2 separate regions of the Mus musculus genome follow, and region 2 is linked to region 1. A link is a contact called in public Hi-C data. All regions are on one chromosome and are shown on one strand. Each heading gives the region's core, a stretch centred on a gene start, on an enhancer-like site or on the middle of the called end of the contact. The rest is flanking DNA. Distances are from core to core; before and after follow the strand shown. Region 1 has its middle 27 kb from the start of Stx16. Region 2 holds the start of Gnas (GNAS (guanine nucleotide binding protein, alpha stimulating) complex locus).

Evidence for each region. Hi-C and Micro-C count contacts between places; a contact is called where the count stands out from the background.
Region 2: a Hi-C map of the N1E-115 cell line shows a contact between it and region 1, with 2.2 times the contacts expected there. The contact joins the promoter of Gnas here to the enhancer-like site in region 1. A contact is called at or near these places in 5 of 39 promoter capture datasets (embryonic stem cells, liver and pre-B cells), 3 of 484 Hi-C or Micro-C datasets (the N1E-115 cell line, embryonic fibroblasts and embryonic stem cells), 3 of 115 datasets of contacts at active chromatin or transcription factors (craniofacial prominence and embryonic stem cells) and 1 of 9 other capture datasets (pancreatic islet).

The regions. Positions count from the first base shown.
Region 1 is chr2:174,047,040-174,053,376 of GRCm38.p6, reverse strand. It overlaps the pseudogene Vamp7-ps. Among named protein-coding and RNA genes, the nearest start is that of Stx16, 27 kb to the left of the region's middle. Within about 2 kb of position 3,631, at least 49 of the 459 cell types and tissues checked have an H3K27ac peak or open chromatin away from gene starts, as enhancers often do. A contact at or near this core is called in the N1E-115 cell line, where this site is marked.
Region 2 is chr2:174,295,304-174,301,640 of GRCm38.p6, reverse strand. Gnas (GNAS (guanine nucleotide binding protein, alpha stimulating) complex locus) reads right to left here and starts at 3,782. Exons shown (of 12, transcript NM_010309.4): 1 at 1,424-3,782. The coding sequence starts at 3,779. It also overlaps Gnasas1.

The sequences.
Region 1 (6,337 bases), core at 2,382-4,881:
ATGGCGCATGCCTTGTGAGGTTCTGCGGGGCTGACCTCAGCCGGACTGGGGTAAGCTCCCTGAAGTTCTGCCCACAGCCCTGGGTCTCCAGAATGGCCACACATTGTTCTCTCTTTTTGCAGGGCCAGACTGAGGTGAGGTCACCTTGGAGTCCCTCCCCATCAGCCATGTTTCCACTTCATTTTTCATGTGTATGTGTGTTTTTAAAATCTGTTTTATTTCCTAAACGTCTCACCAGGGCCGGGATAATGTCTTTAGGTTTTTGTAATACTCGCTACTGGCTGACAGCGGATCCATTGTCCCTGGCTGGTGGCCCTTGGGGAGATGTAGGTTTCTTTCCTTCTGGGGCCTAAGGCCGGTCTCAGCTGCCCCCAAATCAGGCTTTGGCTGAGAAGTGGGCTGTGGAATGGACCCCGGGAGAGGCATAAACCTCGGGCAGGAGTGACGCATGGTTTGAATGTTCACATTTGAATGGGATGATCTGCAGCCTAGAAAAGATCAACATCTCCTCTACTTTCAGGGTCTGGCTGGCTGCAAGCTCCAAAATAGGGTTTCTCTAAAGCCTTTCAACCCTGGCAGGGGCGCAGTGACTCACGGCCTACCTGTGCCCTGGTGCATTTCAGGCTCTGTCCTTATGATGCTCCGCAGCACACAGAGGAACATAATGGAAAACCTTAATATAGGGGGAGGGATGACTGGGGCCTTGGGGAACAGAGGGAATCAGACAAGGGCAAGAAGTTCAGCTGAGAAAGGTCTGGAAGGGAGGCATCTCCCTCCCTCCCTCCCTCCTCCAGCACTGCCTGAGTTCAGGTCATTTCACCTGGGGGATCGTGACAACTCTGCTCCCCTGCACCCTCATGCTTCACACAGGAAGTGGGAGCCCCTATGCACAGGTGATGGAGTGGCACAGGTACAGGACAGCCAGTGGCCCAGCGGTGGCTGGCTTATCTGGAATGCCTGCAGCCTTCATCCCATAAACAAACCGAGTGCTACCTAGATCCTCACTTGTCCTGCTGCAAGTCTTCTATCTTCCTCGGGCTGGAGAAATGAACTGCTGAGTCACAGACTACATTTGCCAGCTACATTGGGTACGGGCCTCTCAGAGTCCTCGCTCCAGACTTGTGGATCCGCACCCCATCCCCTGCTGGCAAACCCTCCTTCTTTACTTCTGTGGGGGACTGTGGGAGATGTCTATCTACAAACCCTCTGTCCTTTGAAAGCCACACGCCACACTTGAGATCAAAACAGCTTCCTTCACCCAGACTGAGAGGTCTGTGACACAGTTGGAGGGCCTTTGAAGCAGACAGCTTGCCACGCGGGGAACAAGGGTATCCAGCGGTAGAGAACAAACAGAACCGGAGCCTGGTGTTTCCAGATAGTTCATCAGGACTCATCAGGACTTTCCAGATAGAACTCATCAGGAAAGGATATGACTGCAGCTCTAAGTGTCTGCAGAAGCACAATGCCTGGCACCCAGGGAGGCTCATTCTCAGGGAAGCAGGGCAGAGAGATGGCTCAGTGGATGAAGGCTCTTGCTGCCCAGTGAACGATACCAGGTTGATGACCTGAGTTCAGTTTCTGGAAGCAGAAGGACAGATTGACTGAATAAAATTGCCCTCAAACCTCTGCACACAGACCATGGCATGTATCCCCCTCCCACAATAATCATGAACAGTTTTACAGCAGGACTGGAGAGATGGAACAACGATTAGGAGGGTTTGTTACTCTTGCAGAGAACTCGAGTTAGGTCCCTAAAACCCATGCCACGTAGCTCACAAATGCTTGTAAGTCCAGTTCAAAGAGATACCTTTTTCTGGGTTCTGGGGTACCCCACTTTTGTGTTCTCTCTCTCTCTCTTTCTTCTCCTAAAATAGAATAAATCTTTTTAAAAATCCAAACAATCAACACAGATACTCAGTCATGTTCAAACAAGCCAGTAACAGTATTCATAAGGAATCCAGTGCAGATGGCCCTTTTGTGAGCACTGAGAGTCTCAGTCCCCAGCTAAGCATCCTGAATGCAAATGCAAATGCCCTCTATCCAGGGACAGACAGACCCTCCCTTGGTGGTAAGACTAACCATCTTCAGGGAGTGAGCACCGGACATAGAGAGGGGTGGACCTTTTGCCCGGCCTTCTAGAAGCTCCGGTTGAGTCCGAAAGACAAGCTGTCGAGAGCCCCAGTGCTGATAAGGGTTAAATAGCGCTCGATACAACGTTCGCTGATAGTCAAGGCAGCACCTGATTAATTGCCCAGGGAATGGCTGGGATGATAAATGTTTTAGGAACTCCGAGGAGGGAGCCATTTCTCCAAGTCAAGCAGAACCGACAGACGCCACGGGGGTAATTGTGCCCTTTTGAAGGGGCCTGTGGGGCTGCTGTCTGGGGAGGTCATTGTCCCAAGGTAGAGACAGAAAAGAGCCTTTTAATTTTTTTTTTTTAAGGAACATCTGATGCTTCATTGGTTGCTCTTTGCTTACTTCTCCCCCCCCCCCCCTTTAGGAAATAAGAGGCAGCAAAAACTCGCTATTCATTTCCTTTCTACCTCCTTAAACCTCTTATCAACTTCTCTCTCTAACGTGGGGCTGGAATTCAGTGTTTATGTTATAGACCCAGAGGATGAAGATGCTGGCCTTCAGCCCCCAAAGCAACTGGGGTATCTCTCTCTTGGCAAATGGCTTCATGCCACATTACAAAATCATCCTTCTCAAGGAAGTGATAAGACTGACAAGTGTTTAGACTTTGCCCTAATTTTTCAAGAGGCTGAAGCAGAGATACTTCTCTGAAGCTCTTGGGTCCTGGTTTCAATTTGCTCCGGGTATCTATTGAGCATAAACAGCCCCTTTCATCATGGCCTGAACCATGAACTGATTCACAGATGCCCAAGGCTTTATCTCATCAGATCTCAATCTCATGGCCGAGTCTCTGTGAGCAAGGGAGGCTGTCTGACTGGCTAGAAACTCCAGGCCTGGATGGGAAGATGTCACATCTTGAGATAGTGGGGGGCTGGAGGGGGTGGGGGTGGGGACCAACACGAACAAATGCAAACAGCCCTTCGTGAGCTATGATGGGCAGGTGCAGCTGCCTCCCAGCCCAGTGGGGCCAGCTCCAGGCTCTCCTGTCCCCAGCAGCAGGAAAGCAGATGGCTGGTGATGGATCACAGGGCTGTCATCTGCGGGGGCTGAATGGTGATGTCACAGCTGGGGAGGGGGCTTCAGGAGCTGGGAGAGGCCCAGAGAGAAGTGCATTAGGTTGGAGGCTGGACTTACATGTGGTGTCTTCTCTCTCTTTCTTTCCCCTCCCCCCTCTTTTATTGCTCAGAACTAAGAAACTTGAACCCCTGTGAAAAATCTAACATCTGAACAAACATAGCCCTCAGGGTAGTTAAAGCATGCCCTGAGCCCAGTCCTTCTTAAATGGCTATTGGGGGATTTTGCTAGGATGTTCCCATGGTGTTAAAAGCCAGGCTTTGGGGACAGAATTGGTGACAGGTCCTACAGAGCCACACCACTAAGCTAGGGGCGTGACACCTATTCTCTCAGTTTCCTCCCCCTCTAAATGGGGCTGTGGAAGGCATGCATACAAATAGCACACACGGAGGGTGAGAGGTGAATTCCCCACCCCCACCCCTGCAAGGGCAAGCACAGAGCACCAGCTGTGGGCAGATGAGACTGTACAGGCAAAGCCCCTCCCACCCTGGGAGTTCTTGTTGCAATGAGACTCCTTTGGATTTTTCTCAGTACTCTCTAGAGCAGGAGAGGGCAGATGCTTGGGAGGAGACAGCATAGATCACTTGCTCAGAGGTCCAGAGGTACAGGAGGATGAGGTAAGCAGCAACAGAGGCTGCTGAGAGGCTGTGGGAGCATGGTCAAGCCAAGGGAGTAGATAACAATTTCCAGTTTAAACAGTGACAGAAGCTTGGAGGCAAAAACACTCATGCATTTACAGGGCAGGGTCCTAGCTAGCGGGAAACAGAGGCAAGAGAAGAAGGGGGCTGGGGAGTCTGTTTTATTTCAAATTATAAACAAGTTCCGTATGTTGATTCTCAAGGAAGGCAGCCTTGGCTCCAAAGAGGCTGACAGTTATTTGTTGATCTTATGGAAACTATATCATCAAATATTTCACCATTGCTTGAGTTCTTGGGAGAAACAATATCTCATGAGTTCCTCCAGCATACAATATCATCAGGACAGAAAGCTGGAGGAATTTATGAGGAGGCAAAACTTCCAGAGACCCAGGCATCCTTGGATAGGATGGGCTTCACCACTTCTGTGAGTTGGGTGTTCCCAGCAGCAAGACCCAGAGCAGCCACAAGCTTGTCCCACTGTCACCATTGATAAGGCTGCTTCTTGCAGAGGCTCCTGCCATTGCCCTTGCTAGTGTGATGGAGCCCAGGCTCAGAACCCTGGCCTCTGAAGTAGACGTATCCAAAGGGAAGTGATAAGCATGGCCTCCCAGATGAGGTGTCTGTAGGATATCACCAGGTCCACACGCTCACTGGGTAGCAGCGCCCTGCAGCTCCTCTCATTGACACCATGCCCTCTAGAATGACACCCTGCATCTTTCTAAGGGAATCCTTCTCAGTAAGAATTCCCAGGGTCTCCCCTCAACTAGTCCTCTTTATACAGGAGCATCACACAGCTCATAAAGGTTACACAGGCACACCCTGAGTTCAGGCGAGACATGGCACCAGGCACTCAAAGGATGTCTCAGGTCACTTTGATGAAGGTAGATCTCCCTTCAGTGGATCAGGAAACAGGATCTGGGAGTGGAAGAGGATCATGACAGCTAATCCTAGTTGTTGGCTCTGAGCAAGTCTATGAAGGATTGTTTAGATATGGCTGGCTGAAGTAGGAAGAGTCCACCCTGAATGTGGGCTGGGGTCTCAGACTGAATAGAAAGGAGACAGTGAGCCAAGCGGCAGCCTTTTTTTCTGTCTGTGTCCTGACTGCAGACACAACATGGCCAGTTGCTTCAGGCTCTACCACCGTGATTTGCCAGCCATGATGGACTGCTTCTCTGAATCATAAGCCAAAATAAACTCCTCTTTCTTTAAGTCGCTTGGTCCTGTGCTTTGTAACTGAGTAGGGCTTGATGAAGAAAATGGGTCATTTGAGCCTGCTCTTCACCATCAAATCCTCTCCAATTTTGAGGCTCCTCTTGTTTGAGTTTGCTTTCTATTCCCGAGATAAACGCCACAACCAAAACCAATTTAGAGGAATGGAATATTTATTTCTCTTAGACTTCTAGGTCACAGTCCATCCCTGGGAGAGCAGAAGCCATAAAGAAGTGCTATTTTCTGGCTTTTGCTTAGCTAACTTTTTTACCTGGCTCAAGACCACTTGCTAAGGGAGAGTGCCACCCATAGTGGGCTGGGACCTCTCCTTATAAACATACTCATGAGCCAATCCAAGCTCAACAATCTCTCAGTTGAGACTCTCTTTTCATGTGACTCTAGGCTGTATCAAGTTGACAGTTAAAGACAACTAGGACACACCACCCCTTGGCCACTTCACACACGCATGTTCATGCACACGCATGCATACACACACACATGCATGCACATGCACATACACAAATATTACTTTAAATCATGACCTTTCAAGTCTCTGTTCCCAAGATATTGTGTTAATATTACAATACAAAGCCCAGTACAACTTTAAATGTCCTACAGTGTGAAACTAGAGAGCTGATTCAGAGGTCAAGGTCACTGGCTGCTCTTACAAAGGACCTGGGTTTAGTTCTCAGCACCCACATGACAGCTCACAACCACCGAGGGGGTCCAATGGTCCATCTTCTGGCCTCTGTGGGTACTAAGCATGCATGTGGTGCACATACATAAATGTAAAACGTTTAAAATCTTTTTTTCTAAAGGTCTCACAGTCGTTAACATTTCTAGTGCTTTAAAAGTTCAATATCTCTGTAAAAGTCCAAAGTCTCTTAACAGTAGTTTCAAATAAATAAATAAATAAATAAATAAACAAACAAACAAACCAAAATGCCTATCCACCTCTTGTTTCAGGCAGTGGGCGACCCTAGGAGGACCTGCACCCCTCAGTCAATAGCCCGAGTGCCCACCAGACGGTACTCGGCCAGATTGAAGTCATGGCCATTCTTTTTGCTGTTGTTGCCAGGGGAACCACTATCCTTGCCAAACATGCTTGGTGTGGAGGAAACTTCCTGGAGGTGACAGAGCAGATTCTGGCTAAGACGCCTTCTGAAAATAATAAACTAACTTGCTCACATGGCAATTATTTGTGTCGTTACGTCTGCCAAGACAGGATCGCGTATCTTTGTATCACCGATGATGAGTTTGAGCGTTCTCGAGCCTTCAGTTTT
Region 2 (6,337 bases), core at 2,533-5,032, 250 kb before region 1:
CATAACATTTCTTTAATCGTCATCCTAAAAAAAAAAATCTTTATTTTTTTTCATCCTCAACTGATGCATAGAATTTCTTACCTTCAGTCCTCAGCTAAAGCTGCTTGAAAAAAAGATCGACATGCAAACATATACACAGTTCACAAGGCTATCCCCAGCTTCCCATGCAGTGTTCACACATTTAGTATTTATTTATTTTTATTTTTAATTGCAATTAAAATACAAAGGCAAGATTGTACTCCCAACATACAACTCCCAACCTTCTTAAACTAGGCCCTTCCTGCCACGAATTGTAAAAATATAAGTGATTGCCTTACCTCGGGCTCTTCGCTAAGGAGAAAATTATTTTATATATATAGATATATATTTAAATCCAGCCACGCCCACTCCCTTGAAACTAACCCTGTGTGTTTTGAATGTGGCCTTGCCAGCAGGGCTAAGGTACCCCCCCCAAACCTTCCTCCTGCTCTACTCCCCCCCCCCCACAGGTGGATCCAGTATGTGTGTGCATGTGCACAGAATACAAAATACACATGTTTTGAACAACCCCAAAGCCCTGAGTGTCTGGTTTTTCAACCGTTAAGGCGGGAGGGTTTGACATACGTATTGAGAAGTGAGGATATGCTTAGCGCAAAGGGGAAAAGAGAGAGAGAGACATACCGGGAAAAGGTTATGGAGGCCCGCGGCGGCAGGCCCCACTCCCCCCAGTCATCGGCCCAGCAGATTACCCAGGATGCCACGCCACCGTTGCCTGCGCGTTTTCCCTCTGCTCGCTGCAGAGAGTCTGCACACAGGTTATTACAGAGTGTACCAGCACGGAAAGTTTTGGCCGCGCCATGGCGCAAATCACAAGGTAACCTATTTTAGAGTACAAATATAAAATCGGCGGGTACGTTGAAAGTGCCTGGGATGGATACTGGGACACACTGAGCATGTCATGCACAGGCGAACACAGAAAATGGACACCAACACACACCAACAACAAGCTGTCTGAGTCGAAGCAGCCGTGCCAGGCGAGGCGGGGGCGCGCACCCGGATGGCCCTAGCCCACCGCGGTCACGAACAATCGAGCCGGGGGAGCCCCGAAGGGCCCACCCCAGCAGTTCTGGGCTCACCTCACGCCCCCGCCTGTCCAGCCTACGATCGCTGGCGCTGGCGCTGGCCTCCGGCCGGTAACGACCCTCAGTGTCGCTCGGCACCACTTTTCTCCCTGGAGGGCATATAGTTCGGCCACCCGAACTCTCCAAAAGGCCCCTCTCCCACCCCAGGGCAGAGTTGGGGGTCCCTCCCTGGAACTTCTAACAGGGTTTCCGGACCCCCTCCTCCCGCGGGCAAGGCCCAAGCCCCACCGGAAGGCCCTGCCACCCCCTCCCCGGGCGGCCCGGGCGGCCCTACTGCCCAGGGGCAGAAGCTGCCGCATTACCTAGAAGCAGCAGGCGGTGTGTACACATGTAGTCCATCTTCTCCTCCTCCAGTTGCTTGTCGATGAGCTTGCTGCGTTTCTTATCTGCGCGCTTCTGCTCTCGCATCTCAATGGCTTCTTTGCGCATCTGTTTGCGCCTCTCCTCCATAGGATCCTTGGCCTTCCCGGGGCTGAGGGATCGTGATCGGGTACACTCGGATAGACCGAAGCAGCTTCCGAAGGCTCGGGTGAAGAAGTTGCGGACTGGGTTGCTCCCGACCGTGTGGCTCCGGGGCAGGCCAGGGCGGCGGTTTCGCCGCAGAAGCCACTGGAAGCAGCCGGTGGCCCCTTCTTCCGACTCATCACTGGAGGACTCGATCTCGCAGATGCCAGACGATGCCTCGTACCTGCAGCAGCTTCGGCCCCGCTCGTACTTGTCAGGCCAGGCAGTCGGCCGCGGAGGAGGCCGCGGAGTAGGCGGGTCAGCAACCTGGATCTCGGGGCTGGGGGGTCTAAGATGGGCCCTGCTGGGGGCGGCAGAGGCTGACCGGCCAGCAGCGACTGCGCGGGCAGCAGAGGCTGCCCGGGCGGCAGCTGCTGCGCGGGCAGGAAGGGATGCCCGAGCGGCGGGAGTAGCTGAGAGTGACCTGGCTCCCCAGACCAGTGGACCTGCATAGGCTGCCCTAGCGGCAGCTGCCCTAGCAGAGGCTGACATTGCTGGGGCGCCAGGGACTGCTCCAGCGGCCGGATGGGCTCTAGCAGAGGGGACTGCCCGGGTAGTGGGCTCCTTGGGGGTGATAGGGGCTGCCCGGGCGGCAGGCTCCGCCAGGGTGGCAGAGACTGCCGCGGCTGCGGGCTCCACCTGGGTGACAGGGGCTGCCCCGGAGGCAGACTCGGCCGTGGTGGCAGGGACTGCCTCGGAGGCTGGCTCGGCGGCTGGATCTCTGCTGCCTTCAGACTCGGACTCGGCAGGAGTGGCTGGGGCGACTGGGGCTGCCCCTCCGTCAGGATCGGCGCGGACAGCTGGGGCTTCTTCGAGTTCTTCAGGATCCGACTGGAGATCTGAAGGCGTTCCTGGGGCTGTCCCGTCTTCTCCGGCATCGCTCTGGCTATCTGTGAGCATCGCGGAATCCGTAGGAGCTCCAGCATCAGATCCGGTAGAGACGGCTTGGGCAGCAGGGGCTGGCTTGGCATCCATTGCTTCAGGCTGGGTGGAAGATCCGTCCCCTCTCTCCGGAGAGGGGACTTTTCCTTCCACCGCAGTGGCGGTGGTAGGGCTTCCTTCCATCTCGGCTGCTTCTCGCTCAACTGGGGGTCTCTCTGCGCACTCGCTCTTATCTGGGGCTCCCGAGACTTCGATGGGCGGGCCATCACTTGCGATTGGGGGGCTGTCCATATTGACAGCGGTGTCGTCGTCGACCCCAATGGAGGCTCTGCCAATCTCAAGCAGGGGTCTGGTGATCTCCATCGGGGGGCTGTCGCATGCGAAGTTAGGAGGAGATCTGACAGCCTCGCGGAATGGTCTGTCAATGGCGCCTCGGACCCAGAGGGGAGGCGCGTTCTCGGCGGGAGCGAGGCAGAGCGCACTCGGGACCGCGACTGTCGGGAACTCGCCGCCAATGCCGATTTGTGGGATGACTCGCGGGAGTCCTGGGGGTGGGCTATCGCCCCCGAATTCTTCTCCACCGACCTGAAATGGCACAGATTCTTCAGGGGGAGGGCTGTAGTCTTCTCGGAAGCCAGCGTTTTCAAATCTGATGTTCCCGGGCTCCGCGGGAAGAGCTCTGGGGACCAATGCTTCCGGACCTCCTGGCGCAAGGTCTGGGACTTGCAAGGGAGGCTGGCTATGGTCTCCCTGGGCAGGCTCGTTGAACTCAAATGGCATAGCTTCTTCTGGTGGGGGGGTATAGGCTCCCAGGCCTGGGCTCGCGCCAGTGGGGGTCCCGGGCTCCAAAATCGCTGGGTTGAAGGCTTGGAGGCCTGATGGGGTCCCAGATGGTCCTGGCTGCTCCAGGGTGGGCCAGAAATCTCCCAGGCTGGGCTGTTGTGTCTCGAATGGCATGGCTTCCTCCGGAGGTGGGCTGTAGTCTCCACCCACTCGGACTTCCTCGAAGGCCTGGCAGGGGCTTTGGATGTCAGATTTGGAGTCTTCTGGGGGTCCACTGATCTCACTGCCAGTCTCGTCGGGGACGGGCTCATTGTTAGACGGTTCGGAGTCCGGTTCGGTCGCCATTTCTTCGGCTGGGCCAGCCCCAGCACCGGGGGCAGCTGCCCCTGGGGCTTCCAAAGGTTCTTGCTCGGGCTGCTCCCCGACTTCAGGGGGGATATCGTGTTGTCCTGACATATTATTGCCGTGGAGGCAGTTGAACATGCCCATAACACGGTGGCGACTTTTCAAAATAAATTTGGGGCCCCGTAAGACGGAGCACCCAGCCAAACTAGGGTGAAAAAAAATTTTTTTTTAAAAAATTCAAATTTTTGTTGGAAAGTTCTCCAGCCTCAGTTTCCAAACTTTGTAAGGATAGATAATCAGGGGCTAGAACCCAGGACCATGGCTGAAGTGAGTCATCTCTTGCTGGTGAAGTCTGTCACCTTCCTAGTTACACTTACCCCTTCGGGCTGTGGTCGGCCAACAACTTTAGGAACTTTTCTGTTCTCTCTTCGTACTTTGCTGTACTTTAGCTCCGCCTTCTTGGCATTTAAGAGCGTGCCGATTCGTCTCGAAAATCGTAAATAGAACTCTTTCTCTGCCGCCAGAGGACGCAGGTCTCAGTGCTGAGCCGGCTCCGGGAGCTGGCTCCCGGTGCCGGCTGCTCCCGACTTTGGGTAAGGGGGCTGATGAGCGGAGGCCTTGTAGGGACGTTCGGCTCCGTCCTCTCCTCTCCCGGACTGATTCCGAGTCTCTCTAGCTCGCTTTTTCCCTGGCCAGAGAGCGAGCGAGCTCTCTTGCGTTGCTGGGACACGTGACGCAAGACGTGGGCATTGGTCTGTTAGAGTACAGACGCTGAAAGCCTCCCTCCCCATCTGATTCTTCTCGAGGGGAGGAGGGACTGCAGGAGGGCTTTATCACCCCAGATTACCCCAGTATGCGGTAAATTCCTTATCTAAGGACCCCACACTCAGGCAATTACCCATACTCATCTCCAAGTCAGGAAATGGAGGCTTTAGGATACAAGGAAAGGGGTAGAGGCACACACACACACAAATGCGACAGGTGGTCGTGAGCCCACCGGAAGGGTAGAGACAGGGTGAGGAAGTGCCGAATGTAAACACGCAATTTGTTTCGTAAATGCTCTAGGGTACTTTTCTTTATTTCTTTTTTTTCCTTTTTTTTTCTTTTTTTAATGTTTATGTTTGCTGTTTGTTGGGGATGGCTCCAGCAAATCCCTTCAATGTCCCCCATCCCCATTACACCTCGGAGCTCTCAACAGTGGTATAGTGTGTTGTAGTCAGGGCTTGCTCTGTTTATATGGACGGTGATGCAGTAGAAATAAAGGTCTCAGCAGTGCACTGCAGAAAATCAAGCAAAGCCCCCTTAGGAGTTATTCATGTTTGCCGCTTTCGTGCAAATAGGGGAGGGGGCTTAAGGCTTACCGGAAGACCCCCCACCTAGCTCAGGTCTTGTACTTCTGTCTTCTGGGTAAAGGCAAAAGGAGATTTGGGGTGTAGTTGATGGCCCATTTAGGGTGGTCTCGCAGACTAGAAAACCTGAAATGCACTTAACCCACCGACCAACCGTGCCATGGTGGCAACAGCTGCCGAGACTCGCATCTTCCAGCCACCAGCGCCAGCTGCGGATTCCGTGTTCATTTCCTCTCTCAAGCCCTTCTCCAGCCCCCTTTTATCCCCTCCTCCTTCTGTTGTGAGCACCATAGAGCATTTGCTATACGTTGAACTGCAACAGTCCACCCAGGCGAAATTAAGCGCGGTCACAAAGCCTGCGGCTGCGCGCCCCTTGCGGTGCCGGGGTGGGCTCAGAGCTGCAGGAGTTTATACAGTCACATTGCCCGGTGGGCTCAGCGAATAATCATAAAATGCTTTAGGTCTGGGATCTGCAGATTATTCCTGGGCAGGGTTTTTTTGTTAATTGTTTGCCTTTGGGGTTCTGTTTTTTTTTGTTTTGCCGCGCGCCCGCGGCACGCGCACACCGCGGACATTTTGCCAGTAGGTAATGGCGATGGCGCGAGGCATTGTCTTTTGTTGCAATACAGCTAGGCAGTGGGCAGGTCTGGCCTGCAGGACCCTGAGAAAAGAGAGTATGAAGTGGTACATAAAGCAGGCTGCGGCAATTATGCACCATGCAGATGGGTATATTGCAAGATGCATGCTGTGTGCCGCGGCAGATTTAATTCTCTGAAGTCTAACATGTCCCTCTTCTCACTACAGGCTCGGCACACTACAGCCCCTTGCCTACAGCGTCCACGTGGTCACCCTGAGTAGAAGAAAGCAGACAAAGTGAACCCCCAGAGAATGCCTGCGACCTGCCGAAGGCGTGTCACCTCAACTCTACGGCTGAACACACTGCATGCCGGACACTTTGAACTTTGGTCCAAAGTTTGGCCAACTACCCTCCCCCACATATACACACACACACACTCAAAATGGCGAAACGGTTTGAACATACACCGAATAGGCCAACTGGGTCTCAACCACTAGCCCACTCCCCTCCGACCCCAGCGACAGGTCAGCTATTGGGCTGGGGTCACGCCAATCAAGGATGCCTGGCGAATGAGCAGGGGGCTTCGGACCGGAAACCGGATATGGGTGGGAGGTCCAATAGGGGGCGCCGCGTTGGAACGCCCAAAGAGGTTGTGCTTGCTGGGTTGGTTGGAAGCGGTTGGCGGGCGGGCGTATGGCGGCCAGGCCTAGAAGGCCACGGTCGCCGTGAGTGCCTTGGGGGCCAAGCTTTTTGATGCCCTAAATCGCCAAGGCAAG